Linked DNA regions of Mus musculus: region 1 is linked to region 2. The links are chromatin contacts, called in public Hi-C maps. All regions are on one chromosome and are shown on one strand. Each heading gives the region's core, a stretch centred on a gene start, on an enhancer-like site or on the middle of the called end of the contact. The rest is flanking DNA. Distances are from core to core; before and after follow the strand shown. Region 1 holds the start of Yars (tyrosyl-tRNA synthetase). Region 2 holds the start of Tlr12 (toll-like receptor 12).

Evidence for each region. A called contact is a pair of places that touch in the nucleus more often than the background predicts.
Region 1: a Hi-C map of cortical neurons shows a contact between it and region 2, with 4 times the contacts expected there. The contact joins the promoter of Yars here to the promoter of Tlr12 in region 2. A contact is called at or near these places in 3 of 484 Hi-C or Micro-C datasets (CD4 T cells, cortical neurons and embryonic stem cells), 1 of 115 datasets of contacts at active chromatin or transcription factors (memory CD8 T cells) and 2 of 9 other capture datasets (adipose tissue and liver).

What each region holds. Positions count from the first base shown.
Region 1 is chr4:129,185,173-129,192,537 of GRCm38.p6, forward strand. Yars (tyrosyl-tRNA synthetase) reads left to right here and starts at 4,731. Exons shown (of 13, transcript NM_134151.5): 1 at 4,731-4,900. The coding sequence starts at 4,844. S100pbp (S100P binding protein) reads right to left here and starts at 4,407. Exons shown (of 7, transcript NM_001379590.1): 1 at 4,370-4,407.
Region 2 is chr4:128,614,106-128,620,934 of GRCm38.p6, forward strand. Tlr12 (toll-like receptor 12) reads right to left here and starts at 4,514. Exons shown (of 1, transcript NM_205823.2): 1 at 1,341-4,514. The coding sequence starts at 4,350. The coding sequence ends at 1,630.

The DNA.
Region 1 (7,365 bases), core at 3,481-5,980, 570 kb after region 2:
CACAATGAGCTCCTCTCATAATGTCCCAAGTGGCAAAAGCATCAAAAACAATATCACGTTCATATACACAAAGAGACAAAGACATTTTAACTCATACAACCCATTCTCTTTGCAACTTTAGTTCCTGAATTTCAAGATAATTTTTTCAAAAATTCTTTTTAATTGAAACAAGCCTGGCACAGCAGTATTCAGCACTCAGTAGCACTCAGGAGGCAAAGTCATGTGACTCTCTGAGAGTTCCAGGACAGCCTGGTCTACACAGAGAGTTCCAGGACAGCCTGGTCTACACAGAGAGTTCCAGGACAGCCAGGGCTATAGAGAGAAACCTTGTCTCAAACAAACAAACAAACAAAAAGCTTGTAAGTAACATAACTTAACTCCCATGGCCACCACTTAGCCCTCTCCCCCACCAACCCCACTGCTAATCTCTTATTCCAGCCTTCTCTCCTTTAATAAATTATTTTGAAATAAATCTCAGGTATCACACCGTTTTAATTATAAAATTCCTTATCCTAAAATATCCTGCTCAGGGGCTGGAGAAGTGGCGTAATGGTTAAAAGCACTGGCTGCTCTTCTGGGGGCCTAGGCACCATTCCCAGTACCCACATGGTGGTTCAATCTACTGTAACATGTTCAGACATACAAGCAGGCAAAACATCTACACACATAAAAAAGGAAAATAAATAATTTAAACTCCTGCTCAATTTTCCAATTATCTTGTCATATTTTTCAGGCTTGAGGAAAACAAACAAGCCATCACTTAAATAAGGCCCATAAAATGCAACAGGCTGATATATCTTCTAAAGATTTCCTACCTTTTCCCTACTGTAATTATCTGTTAAAAAAAAAGTTTCTATGATATATAGAAATCACAAAATTATAAAAAATATTTAAAAAATAAAAAACACCAAATTCAGGATAGCAATAACTTCTGGTAGTGGCAAGGAGAAATGAATAGCTTCGGTCTATCTGTAATGTTTTGGTATTGTAATGAGTCAAGGTCTCATGTAGCCCAGGCTATCCTGAAATTTGCTATATAGCCAAGGATGTCCTGACTCTCCCTCCTTGTTAGCCTCACAAGTCCTAGAACTACAGGTAGTATACCTGGATTTTTTTTTTAAATCAGTAGAGGTAGACTATAAACCTGGAAAGTAAGTATAATGGTAATTATTATTATTATGCTACCTTGCTTAATTTTCTGTTTGAAATATCTAATAAAACAACACTCTTAGAAAATGGCTAGCTGTCTCAGTGAGGAAAGGACCACAAGCCTGGACATCTGAATTTACTCTCTAGTACCCATATAAAGATAGAAAGAGCCGGGCATGGTGGTACACGCCTTTAGTCCCAGCACTTGGGAGGCAGAGGTAGGCGGATATCTGAGTTCAAGGCCAGCCTGGTCTACAAAGAGAGTTCCAGGACAGTTAGGGCTATGCAGAGAAACCCTGTCTCAAAAAACCAAAAAGAAAAACAAAAAAAAGATAGAAGGAAAGAATTGACTCATCTCAGACCTCCACTTCCACACGATACACATGCACAAAAGCTTGCACACCATACACACAGATACACAAATTGTTTTAAAAAAAAAAAAAAAGTTTGGATTTTGAGTAGTCTCACTATGTCTCCCTGATTGGCTTGGTACTCACTATGTAGACCAGGCTGGCCTAGGTGGATGTGATGACATACACATTTAATCCTATCAGTCAACTGGCAGAGACAGGTGGATCTCTGTGAGTTCAATGCCTGCCTGGCCTACACTGTCAGTTCCCGGCCAGTCTGGGCAACACAGTGAGACCCTGTCTCAAAAAGCAAACCACAACAAAAATGAAGTTATAAAGCCAGTGAGAAAGATGTACCAAACACACCTATAAAGTAGGTGTAATGAAAATTCTCCACCTATAAAACAGGAAACCTCACAGTCCATTAGTCTCATGAGGTTATTATAAATACTAAGAAAGACATGAACATAAGGCACTTAGTCCACCAGCTATGGTTATTTCATCCCACCACCTACATCCATCTCACCGGAAGAGCCTTAAGCACAAGAATGATAGGAAAAAAGGCTAAACTGGCAAGAATCTTCCCCAGACTCGATTTAGGAATTATTTAGTATGATCTACTTAGTGAAGCACTTAACCATATTGTCAGTAAACTAATTTAGGACTAGACTGGATGGGTAACTGAAATATCAGGTAAATTCTTTAAATTAATGGCCCATGAAGTAGCTTGTATTAGAGGCACTGGGCTAAAATTCAATGACCTCGGCAATTCATTTAAGTCTCTGAACTTCAATATAAATGAGAACACTCATCTGAAAAAGGCAGACACACTGGCGCTCACTTGTCTGTATTTCCAGAATGTTGGTGGGGGAGGCAAGAGGATGAGGCGTTCAAGGCTACCTGAGGCTTCATCTCAAGTTCCAAACCATAGGGGCTACACAGGACAAAGGTGGGAGGGAAAAGGAGGGGTTTGACATAAAGTCAACTTGAATTTTCAAGGGAGGGAAGCCTTCAATATGGCAAGGCATGGAGACATTTGCCTTTCATCCCAGCACCTAGAGGAGACAGAGTTGGGTGCATCTCAGCATTCTAGGCCAGCCTGGTCTACACTGCAAGTTCCTGGCTAGTGGTACACAGTAAGACCCTGTCTCAAAAAAAAAAAAAAAATCATAATCCACAGAATAATATTATGTTAATAATAAACATCGTGAACCTCTTAAGTGTCACAATCCCCCCTCTCGAATGCTACATCACCTGCCATTCTTGGCACTTGCCTGGTAAATCTTTCAAACATGGACGCTTATTTTTCAGGGAGGAATATTTTCCTATTTCTAAATTCTCTTAATTCTGCTCCACATCTCTGTGTGACCCTATTCTGTCCTTCTACTTCCCTCACCTGTCCACCCCCGTCTTCACACTTTAGTGTACCACCCCCTCTCTGTTCTCTAACCTCCTGGTTGCAACCTCAGAAACTGGTTCCCCCATCTATTTTTATCTTACCTCAAAAAACCTATTGCCTATTGGCTTCGTGCACAAAGCCTCATTCTATTCAGGACAGTAAAACGCCAATGCCAAATGTATACTACACATCCTACCTAGTTCAGGACTCTAAAACCAAAACCACTACCCAACTGGGTCTGATATGCAGGACCAAAAGCAAGGATTTTGCAAAAGGGGGTGGAGGGGTACTCCTCATTGGCCTTTGATTTCCAACCTCTCCTAAACAAAATACACTACCCGTGAAGCAGACAGCATCCACCAAAAAAGGGTGTATCATCAAAATGAGCCCCTCCCAAAATTTTTTTTTTTAACAAAGGGAACTGACTATCTGAAAGAATTTGCAACTCCCTCTGGGCTAACTGCAAACAAGGTAAAATGGAAAGATAACCGGTCTGGAAATCTCTGCTTTAGGTAACAATTCCCCCAGACTAGGGAGCCAAGAATTCCCACACAGGCCCAGGCAGCAGATTTTTCTAAACTGAAGCAACAGGTTTCTTTTACAAGAATAGTCTATTAAAGCCTGGGGCTCTTAACAACCACGGGGGGGTGGGGGGGGGAGGACAAAAAACAAAAAATGAGGGCAGCCGGTGAACTCCGTCCTCATTTGGTGGCCCTCTGAAGAAGGGCTCACCTTAGGTGTCTGCAGCATTCCCTGCGGCCCTGGATGAAACCCAGCAACGGTGGCCCAGGGATACCTTGCGAGGATGCCCGCGGGCCTCCCCGTCGGGAACACTACCCGCCCGCCCGCCGCGCCCAGGGCCTCTGCACTTCCCTCCTCCTCCCACTCGGGAGAGCGAGTCCTCGCCTCCCCGCGGATAGCGGGAGGAGCGCGTGTTCCCTCCGCGCCCCTCCCCCCAGGGGCGACCCAGGTCCCCCCGCGGGCTCCGCCAGGGCACCCGACCTCAGGGGACAGACGCTGACTGCCACATCTCGGCAGGCTGCGGCCCGCGGTCGCCCGGAGTGGGTCGCCCTCTCCCGCCACGACGCCCCGCGGGAAGCCCGCCATCCCCGCTCTCCCTAGCAACAGCCTCCCGCGGGGAAGGCAGGCACCGGGAGAGGAAGACCCCCCCCCCCGCCCCCACTGGCAGGGCCGGCGGCCCGAGGACCTGACAGCTCCCTTTTCCTCAGCGGGATGAGGGGCGTCACTCGCCCACGGATGTGGAGGTGGGGGGCAGGGACAACCTCCCCGCCCGCCATCACCTCTGGCGCGAGAAGCAGCCCTTCCCTCAGCGAGACGAGCTTCCCTACTCCTCACGGGGGCAAGACGAAGAACGCGGCCCTGTGGAGAAGCAACAGGCGGCCCGCCCCCTCCCCCCCGACCCCTCGCCTAGACGACGGGCGCCGACCCTTACGTCCCGCCCGCTCTTCACCTCCGGAAGCCGGGCCAAAAGCCTGGGCGAGCGGCAGCACCTCACTCCGCCCCCTGCGCCATTTTATCGCCCCCTTCACGACCTCCCCCACCCCGAGGCAGCGGGGCCAACACCAGGGGGAGGGCAAGCAAGCAGTGATTGGCAGGAAACCGCCCCGCCCCTGAGAGGGTGCGTCATGGGCGGCCTTCCTAACCCCGCCCCCCAGCTCCACCTACACTGTTTTGGTTTTTTTTTTTTTGGATGGTTCCGCCCCTTCCTGTTTCATCGATTCTTTCGACTCTCTGCTGCTCCTGACTCGGGGATGCTCGGGGAGAGGAGGGGACAGACAGAATCTAGGCCTAGCAAGCGGAGCGACGAGCTCAGCTGATGCAACCCGACGGGACTAGCGTGACAGTTCCCGGCACGCGGAGACGACGGCGAACGAGGAAAGGGCGCGGGTGCCGGCTGAGCGCGGGAAACAGAGACAGCGGAGCCATGGGTGATGCTCCAAGCCCTGAGGAGAAGCTGCATCTTATCACCCGGAACCTGCAGGTCAGGCCTTGGTGGGGGGTTGGGATGCGCCGTTGGGTACCGAGAATTTGAAGTCCCATGATTCCCGATGCCAATCCCTAAACGAGTGGGGCCGCGGTCTCCGCGCCTGGGCGGCTCTACGGCCCTCTCTGCTAGTTGATCAGTCAAGCAGCCATTCTCAGGGTGCAAGAGAAACTCCAGTGGGCTCACCCTTTGTGTGCACGTAGCTTGTGCTCCAGCCATTCCTGGGGCTGGGAACCTCATTCCACCCATCCTATTCCATGCCGGGAGCACTGCTAGGCTCTAGGGAGTCAGGGCCATGTCTTTCCAGGACTCTGGCGGAGAGAACCGGAAATTTAAAAGGACCTATAACCCAAATAAAACACGTACTGAAAGTTCCTATGACTGAAGTTCTGAAAAGAAATAAGGGGCGAGCTGGCCGAAGAGATGGCTCTGAAATGGAAAGAAAGTACTGCTCTTACAGAAGACCCGTTTTCAGTTCCCAGCACCCATGTCAGGTTATTCGGTACGGCCTGTATCAGGGGATCTGACGTCCTCTTCTGGCGTGTGTGTGTGTGTGTGTGTGTGTGTGTGTGTTGTGTACACGCGGGCGCTGAGAACTGCATTTCAGACAGGGAAGACCCAAGGGGAAGCAAGAATATTGTAGAACAGGGAGAAGGCTAGGCTCAGCTCCGTGGTAAAGCATGAGTAAGGCCCTGGACTCAGCCTTCAGTGCCCTCACACACCCTTTGTCCAAGGACACTGATTTAAATGGAATAAAGCAAGCACAGTACTGCTCGGCCACCACAACTCCCTGCCAACAGAACCGTTTCCATCCCTGCCTGCCCGTGCCTCTGATGTTCCTCCACAGAACCTATTGCTGTCCTTTGACATGTTCTCTAAGGAGAGACAGGTAGGAGCCAAGTCATGAGGGGCTTGTAAACTTTGTTTTACAAGCCAGATAAAGACTGGACTAGAATTACGCTAAGGGCGGTTGCACCACCAAGCTATTTTTTTTTTTAAATTTACCTATCCTGGGTGTGGTGGTACATGCTACCTGTAATCTTAATACCTGAGAGTCAGAGACAGGGGGGTGGCTGCAATTTGGAGGCCAGCCTTGTTTACATAATGAGTTCCTGGCTAGGTAGAGCTCTATACAGAGACCCTGTCACTAAGAACATTCATTCACCTCTTCGAAGGGTACATTTTAGTCAGTTCTTGTATACCCACAAGGTTAAAGTTCTAGAATATTTTTATTCCCAACTCCCCCGACCCCTAGAAAAATGTGAACCAACCTGAGCACACGCTGTAATCCCAGCATGTAGGAAGTGGAAGCAAGAAGATCCAGAATTTAAGGACACTTTCGGTGACATAGCTGAAGTTAAGGTCATCATGGGCTTCATAAGACCCTCAGTGGAAAAAACAGAAAGAAAAAGAGAAAAAGAAAACCTTGTACCATTAGCTATATTAAGAGTTAACTCATCCTTGTCCCCCAAGTACTGATCTGCTTTCTGTCCCTAAGTGTATACCACTCCTGGGTGGGTCTGATGCCTAGAGTCAGATAAGGTGTGCCCATTGGTGTCCTTTCACAGGATGGTGTTACACAAGGTAGTGTGTGATTTCGTTTCTCTCAGAATTTCATTCCTCATATTTCTTTCTCACTCCCTCCACTCCTTGCCCCCCGCCCCCATCACCCTTCTCTCCTTTTCCCTGCGCTCCCCTCACTTCCAGGCCCCATCCCTTCCCAACATATCCTTTCCTACCCTCTTCCTTCTCCCTCCCACCTTCTCCTCCCCCCCAGGCTTGCTGTGTCTCTTCATCCCACTGGCCTACTCTGACCTTTGGTCTCTTCCAGGAAACCGCTTCCCTTATAGGAAAGGGCTCTGGTGTGTGGGAAAGAATTAGAGGGAAGCAGACACCGGGTGAATAAGGGCACCCTGGAGGCAGAGAGGGAGAGTAAGTGGTGCCCAGACACAGAGACGGGAACATGGACACTGAGACACATGTCTCTGCCCTTTATTGTATTTTGTAAACCTTTTTTAAAAAAAAAAGAAAAACAGGGGCTAAAGCGATGGCGTTACACAAGGCGGCTAAGAGCACTTGGTGTTCTTGCATAGGACCCAAGTTCAATGTCTTTTTCTCTTTTTCTTTTTTTAAGAATTATTTATTTAATGTATATGAGTACACTAGTTATCTTCAGACACACCAGAAAGGGGCATTGGATCCTATTACAGATGGCTGTGAGCCACCATGTGGTTGCTGGGAATTGAAGTCAGGACCTCTGGAAGAGCAGTCAGTGCTCCTAACTGCTGAACCATCTCTCCATCCCACCCCCTACCCCAAGTTCAATCTTTAACACCCAGATTAGGTGTCTTACAGCCACCTAAAGGGATGTAATGCCTCTGGCTTCTGCAGGCACCTGCACTTATACACACATACTCTTACACAGATACACTTAAGTCTTTAAAAAGAAAAGAAAATGGCAC
Region 2 (6,829 bases), core at 3,264-5,763:
ACTGGGTGGTTTTCTTATTCTTTCAATCACATTAACCCATTTAAGTCTCACAAAATACTGGGGGTGGGGGGTGGTGCTATTCCATTTTACAGAGCAGGAAACTGAGGTACAAACTAACATACGAAAGCCACATAGTTTAAAAAGTAGGCAATCTAGCTTCAGAGATAGGTACGATTTTGAAGAGAAAAAGAAAAATAAAGCTGGGCCAGATAATCCACACACCCATAATCCTGGCACTGGAAATTCGGAGGCAAGAAGATTGGGAGTTCGGAGCCATCCTCGGTTACTTAGAGAGATCCAAAGCTAGGCTAGGCTGGGGTTCGGGGTGAGAGGAGGAGAAAAAGAGAAAAATCTTAATATAGTACTTTCTTCCAAAATGCTGTCCCAGGCTGGGAGCTCAGCACAGACCTCTGGAGAAAGCGACTGATGGCTGAGCTTAACCTTACAGGCTGTTGTGCAGGTGCTCAGGGAAAGGTGTTGTTCGTAAGGAAGCAGAATGTGCAAAGGCCCGGGGGCGAGGGTTCTCGAGAGCGAGGTGCTCTGGGAGCCACACGTGGCTGGTGCCATACAGCTGGAGCATCCAGGGTGACGGTGTTTCTCTGAGGCTCAGGAGGATGCACTACATGAGAACACAGCTTCATGTGTTCCCGGAAGGAGAAATGATCTGTCTGCCTCCCAGTTGTTTGGACCTCAGCTGTCAACTCTGTCATAGCCTAAAGTCACCTGAGAGGAAAATCGCAACTGAGAAATTGCCTAGAACAGATTGGCCTGGGGGTATGTCTGTGGGAGGACTTGTCTTGATTGTCATTTGGAGAAACACATCCAGTGTTAGCCACACCAATCCTAGGCAGTGGCCTTGAACCCGATAAGAAAGCAGGCTGAGCATAAGCCGGCTCGCAAGTGGCACCTCCATGGTTCTTGCTGTACTTCTTGCCTGTGAAGTGAGCTCCTTGGTTGGACGATAATGCTGTGTGAAATAACAAGCAAGCCTGCCTTGAATTTCTGCCTTGACGTCCCACTTCGACAGAGTGCAACCTGAAATTGTTGAGGAGGGGACCACAAACAAACAAATAAAAACCCTTTCTTCCTTTAAGTTGATTTGGCCTGGGTGTTTTATCACATGCACAGAAGTGAAACTAAACAGCCTCTATGGCACTTGATGCAAAAAGACCCACTGGCGCACGAAGGTCAGGCTGAACTTGACCTGGCCCCAAGTTCTGTAGCTTAGGAAAGCCTTCCCTCCTTCCTAGCGTGCCCATGAATTTCCACCTTCATTTCCCGCTTTGCTTTCTGCCCCTTGCATTTCTACTAAATAAAAAGTTCAACCATGCCACGCATTTCATGAATTTAGCAAGTTTACTGAGGATTTGAAGATCTTGGGAATGTCACATACCCCGCGGACACCTTCCATCTCTCAGTTTTCCTCATTCAACCTCCAGGCCCCCCAAAACCTGTGTTCACAGCACGTGGATTCCTGCGCTGCAAAAGGCTGACTTCAGCCTCTTAGACCCACTGTCCCCGACCCTGCACCTACAAACACACCAACTCCTTGACAGGCAGGCTTGCTTCCCTTCCCCCAACCCCACCCCAAAATTCACATGCACCACCCCACACCAGTGCTGGCTATGGCTACCCTAGCCTGCTCCTCAGCCAAGTCCAGAACCCACTCTTTCTCTCCTCTTCCTCGGGCCACAGACAGTAGTCTCCTCTTCGAAGCAGCCGAGCCAGTCTGTGGTAACCCGGAAGCTGGTGCCGAGAAATGGGTTCCAAGAAGACTAGCAGCAACACTGGAGGGGACGGGGCAGCCAGGAGGAGAGAGGTGGCCAAGCGGAGCTCCAGGCGGCATCGGGGGTTACACAGGGCCTGCCCACTCAACACGCAGAGTGTGGTACGGCTGCTCAACATGCTATCTACCACATTATCAACTACATCCTTACCAGGCTCAAAGTCACGCTCGGGGAGACAGAGGCGCAGGCCCAGGCCAGCTGGAAGGAAGCCCTCCAGAGCAGGCAGAAGTTCCTCTATCACCCAGCCCTGGTCTTGCCTGCAGTGGGACACGAATACATCAAAAAGGAACCTCTTCCCCTTGTCTCCCTTACCCCTCAGACCCTGGAGCCAAACCCTGAACAAGGCCTGCAGGTAGGGGATCCAAGAGTTCCTGGCTTCTTGGAGGAGAGGCAAGGCAATTAGCATGAACACCAAGGCAGAACTAGCCAAAAAGAGTTTCAGCTCCAACGTCTGGGGGCAGTGGTCCCAGAGAAAGGAGGGAAGGGAACCCCTAGCAGAGAGCCTGTCTTGTCCTGGACATAAGCGATTGTCTCTTATGTATATGTACGTTTTAGTGGACCGCTTAACCCATGGCTCCATCCACGCATTGGCACAGTGGCAGGCCAGGTTTGACTCCAGAATGTATATATAGTGGGGCATCTGAGGGCTGTACTCCCTCAGACTGTCCTGCAGCATCAAGTCCTTCTCGTATTCTAGCACTAAGACCTGGAGACTGTGCAGGCGCTGGAAAGCAGCAGCCGACAGTGACTTGAGGCCTGTGCTGGATAGCACTAAGGCCTGGAGCTGTGGAAGGTCACCCACCAGCTCCTCCAGCTGCACCGAACGGGGCTGGGTTATGGACTGAAGCGACGCCAGCTTCAGCTCCCGTAGGCTGGGCAGCCCAGTGATAAGGCAGGGTCTGGAGCTGTTTCCAGCACCCCATACCCTCAAGGACTGAAGTTTGGGGAGCTGCCAGAGGAAAAGGTTGGAGGTACCCTGGGAGCAGAAGGCATCCAAGCTGTTCTTAAGCAGGGAGAGCTTCTGGAGAGCAGGGAAGACCCCAGAAGCATTCTGGGACCCCAGCTTCAGCTTCAGTCCCCCGCCGCTTATAGTCAAGGTCTCCAAGGAAGGAAAGATCGCTGGGGACAGCGTCCAGTGCTCCGTCGTGCCTGAGGCTATATGAAGCTCTAAGCTGGTCAGATACATGGGCAGGAACAATACTGCCGGAGCAGGGAGAGCGGGAAGCTTCAGGCTCAAGGTATGCAGATTCTTTGCTCCCCAGAAGCCAGGCTCTGGGCTCATCCGTATTTGGGTATCTAGCAAGCTAAGGGTGGTCAATGCAGGCAGAGCCGCCAACCAGTTCTTACCCAGGTGAAGCAGGGGGTTTCCATCCAGCTTCAAGGTCTCTAGTTGCTGGAGCTCCTGGAATAGGTATCCCTCCAGGGAAAGCAGCTGGTTGTACCGAAGCAGCAGCTCTCGCAAGTGGGGTAAGCAGGAGAAGGCGGCTGGAGGCAGGATGCGCAACCTGTTGCCTGACAGATCCAGAGTCGTGAGTCCTGACACATCTCCCGTCTCATTCATGCACAGCACGGCGCTCTGCAGTTGGTTTCCGGACAGCTCCAGTCGCTGAAGCCTAGGCATGGCAGTCAGGAAGCCTGGTGGAAGCTTGGTTAGGCCAGTGCTTGAAAGACCCAAGGTCTTCAGGCTGTGGCAGGAAGCCAGAGCCTCCTGAGATATAGATCCTATCTTGCTTTCTTTCACAATCAAGCCCTGCAGCTCAAAGTGGGCAACAGCCTCAGCAGCCAGCTCGGCCGTGGCAGTCTGTGCATACAAGACATCGAGTTTCTGAAGTCCCAGGCCCTTCAGCCACACGGCATCCAGTGGTGTTCTTGTCAGGTCCAGAATCTCCACCTGGAGACCCTGGAGGGACCCAGGACTAGCCATCTTCAGCTTCCAGTTGGATGACAGATCCAACTTCTGCAGGGTCCACGAAACCCTGGAGGAGGAACCTTGCACCAGATCTGGGAACATACCAGCCAGCTCTCCCACGTCCTGAATGCAACTGAGCGTGACACCCAGCCATTGCAGACCGGGAGGCAGGCGGATGCCTGCCTTCTTATCCAGGCAAGGGCCAGAGATATGGAGTCTCTGGAGGGAAATCAGGTCACTGAAGGCATCAGGAGGTAGAAAGAGAGATCTCCTAAGAGGAGAGTCAAAAAAAGAGAGGCTCTGCAACTGTCCCAGACCCCGGAGAGCTCCTGGCAGAAGTTGGGTAAGGTGCAGACTCAGTGCCAGGACCTTGAGACCAGGAAAAGCAGAGAAAGCATCTGGAAGCAGAGTAGACACAGTACCACCGAGGCAGAGCCCCTCCACAGTCCGAGGTACAACTTCCAAGGTCTGTGTCAGGTTGCTCACGGAGAGGCATGCAGCAAGAAAGGATAGCTTGGAATGGCGGCAGAATGTGAAATAGCGGGAGACCAGGGGCAGTCGGGAGCCTTCGGTCACCAGGCAGTTGGAAGTGCTCCACCCAGTTACCAGAGGCAGGGAAAGGAGGAGACCTGGCAGCAGCCAGTACCTGCCCATCTCTACACCAGAGGAATCAGAGCTGAGAGGACTTTAGACTCCTATGCCTCCGGGTTACCAATACTCTCATCCACCTCAGAGTACCTGCAAGGTCCGGGAGCACCGTCAAAGGGCCACTGTGGAAGCCGGGAAGTGAGGAGGCCGACTTGGAGATACTTAGCACTGAGGCTTCGAGGGAGGGGAAATGACACCAGGGCAACGTAGGGGGATGGGGGGGTCTCACTTCCTGTTAGGAGAAAGCAAACAGAGTTTCTTTTCTTGTTGTTGCTTTCTTTTTTATGTGCAGCCCAGGCTGTCCCACGAGCTCAGTTTGTTAAGACTCCTTTTGAACTTCTGATTCTCTTACTTCCACCCCCAGGGCTGGGATGATGGCTGCGCACCACTAGAACAGTCTGCAGTGTGGTTAGACCCCTGGCTTCTGTGCCTGCTACATCCTCACCCCCAACCCCCCTCCACACACACACACACACACACACACACACACACACACACACACACACACACACACACACAAGTAGAGTCTGGTCTGGCTTTGCACAGTCCTCAAGTAAAACACCTCTTCTCTTCTGAGCCTGTGTTCTCTTCTGTCCAAGTAGACTAACTCCCGTTTGCTTGATTGCTCTGTAGGATTGCTGCAAACACAGATTTAGATCAGCTGGGGTTTTCTCCTTGTTAGTTTCATTATGACTTCCTTTCTTTACTGACCCCCCTGGAGTTCTTGGGTTAAACACAAATGGGGATGTTTTATAAGCAAAATAATATATCAACACGATGTTGTCATGGCATTTGACCTGAGAAGACTGGATGTAGGGAGGGCTCCAGCCCTGCTCTCAGACACTGGGGCAAGAAAAGAAAGGCCTTTACCTTGACCTGAACTGCCAGGACAGGGCTGGGACCTAAGTGGGAAGAGAAAGAGAAAGAAAGGAGCTTTGTGGTCACCTCAAACTATGAAGCAAAGCACTGGACACAGATCAACATCTGTTCATGATTTGAAAAACTAACAGACTCAGAGAGAAGAAAATCCTGTTAACATCAAATGACATAGCTTGCCAAGACCTATAAAAGAGTATCGTTCTCAGCACCTCTGACTTACAGCCGGGAAGGAGACAACTGCATTTCTGCTGAGTGTTAGAATGGAGGCGGGAGAATGGCCAAACTGACAGGAACGGCAAAATTAAAGGTACTAAAGGAGAAACACAACGGCCACAAGGGCAGGACGCTGGGATGCCTGCATGGGAAACCCAAGAATTTCTAAAAAGAAAAGTCAAAAAACAAAAGGATAGTTAGCAAAGATGGTTAGGTCAGGTTTCTTAAAATTTTTCTAATATGCCTGTATGTTAGTCAGTGTTAATATACAGAACAAACATGTTCGAATTAAGATGTTCCTACGAAGCCGGGCTTGGTGGCACACGCCTTTAATCCCAGCACTCGGGAGGCAGAAGCAGGTGGATTTCTGAGCTCGAGGCCAGCCTGGTCTACAAAGTGAGTTCCAGGACAGCCAGGGCTACACAAAGAAATCCTGTCTCGAAAAAACAAAACAAAAAAAAGTTCCTAAAATTTTAATATGCAAAAAGACTAAGCATGAGGGGTTAGGAGGCAGGCTTGCAAGGCATTGACGGGTAGTCCAGGAGCCCAGACAGGATTAGCAGCTGTAAGAGAGGACAGGCCCATGAGTGACAGAGCCCTGGAGGAGCATTGAAGAGCTGCAACATAGAACCGGTGTCTAAATATCTGCACCTCTCCAACTTCATGGCGCTGATCTTGCCTCAAGAGGCCCCCAAATCAGAGTGGGGAACCCCGTGTGTAAATCAATTCTGGCAGGGCAAAATGGGGGTGCGGGTGGGGGTGACAACAGAGATGCTGGCAACAGAGGATTAGAAATTACATGTTGTTCATAATCCCTGTGCCCAGGCAGGGGGATCACAATTATGAGGTCAGCTTGTACTACATTGTGAGTTTCAGGTTCGACTGAGCTAAATATAAAGACCCTGACTGAGATGGTCTGAGAGAGGGTGATGAGTGGAAGGAAGGAGGGAAGAACAGAGCTGAAAATTAGAAAGCTAGGCCATAGACCCAAAAGTTAGGGGAAAAAATTTTTCTAAAGAAAAACAAGAGTCTCACTTCCCCCATTTATACAATAACCCACATCAAACTAGACATCCTAGCATAAACACCTGTCAAACTGGGCTCAACACAGGAGCAGTCGCTTTCAGATATGAGGACATTGTCACAGGGCATTTGGGTTGCTCCAACAAACAATACCGTAAACCTGGAGGACATGGACTTTAAAAAGAAATGTCAAGGGCTGGCCACGTGGCTCATCAGGTGAAGGTTGCTGTCAACCTGGTGACCTGAGCTGATCCCCAGGACCCACCTGGAAGCAGAGGGAACTGACTGACTCGTGAACTTGCCCTCTGACTGGCACATGCACCCACCCAACCCTCCACACACAAAATAAACAAATAAAAATTCAGGATAA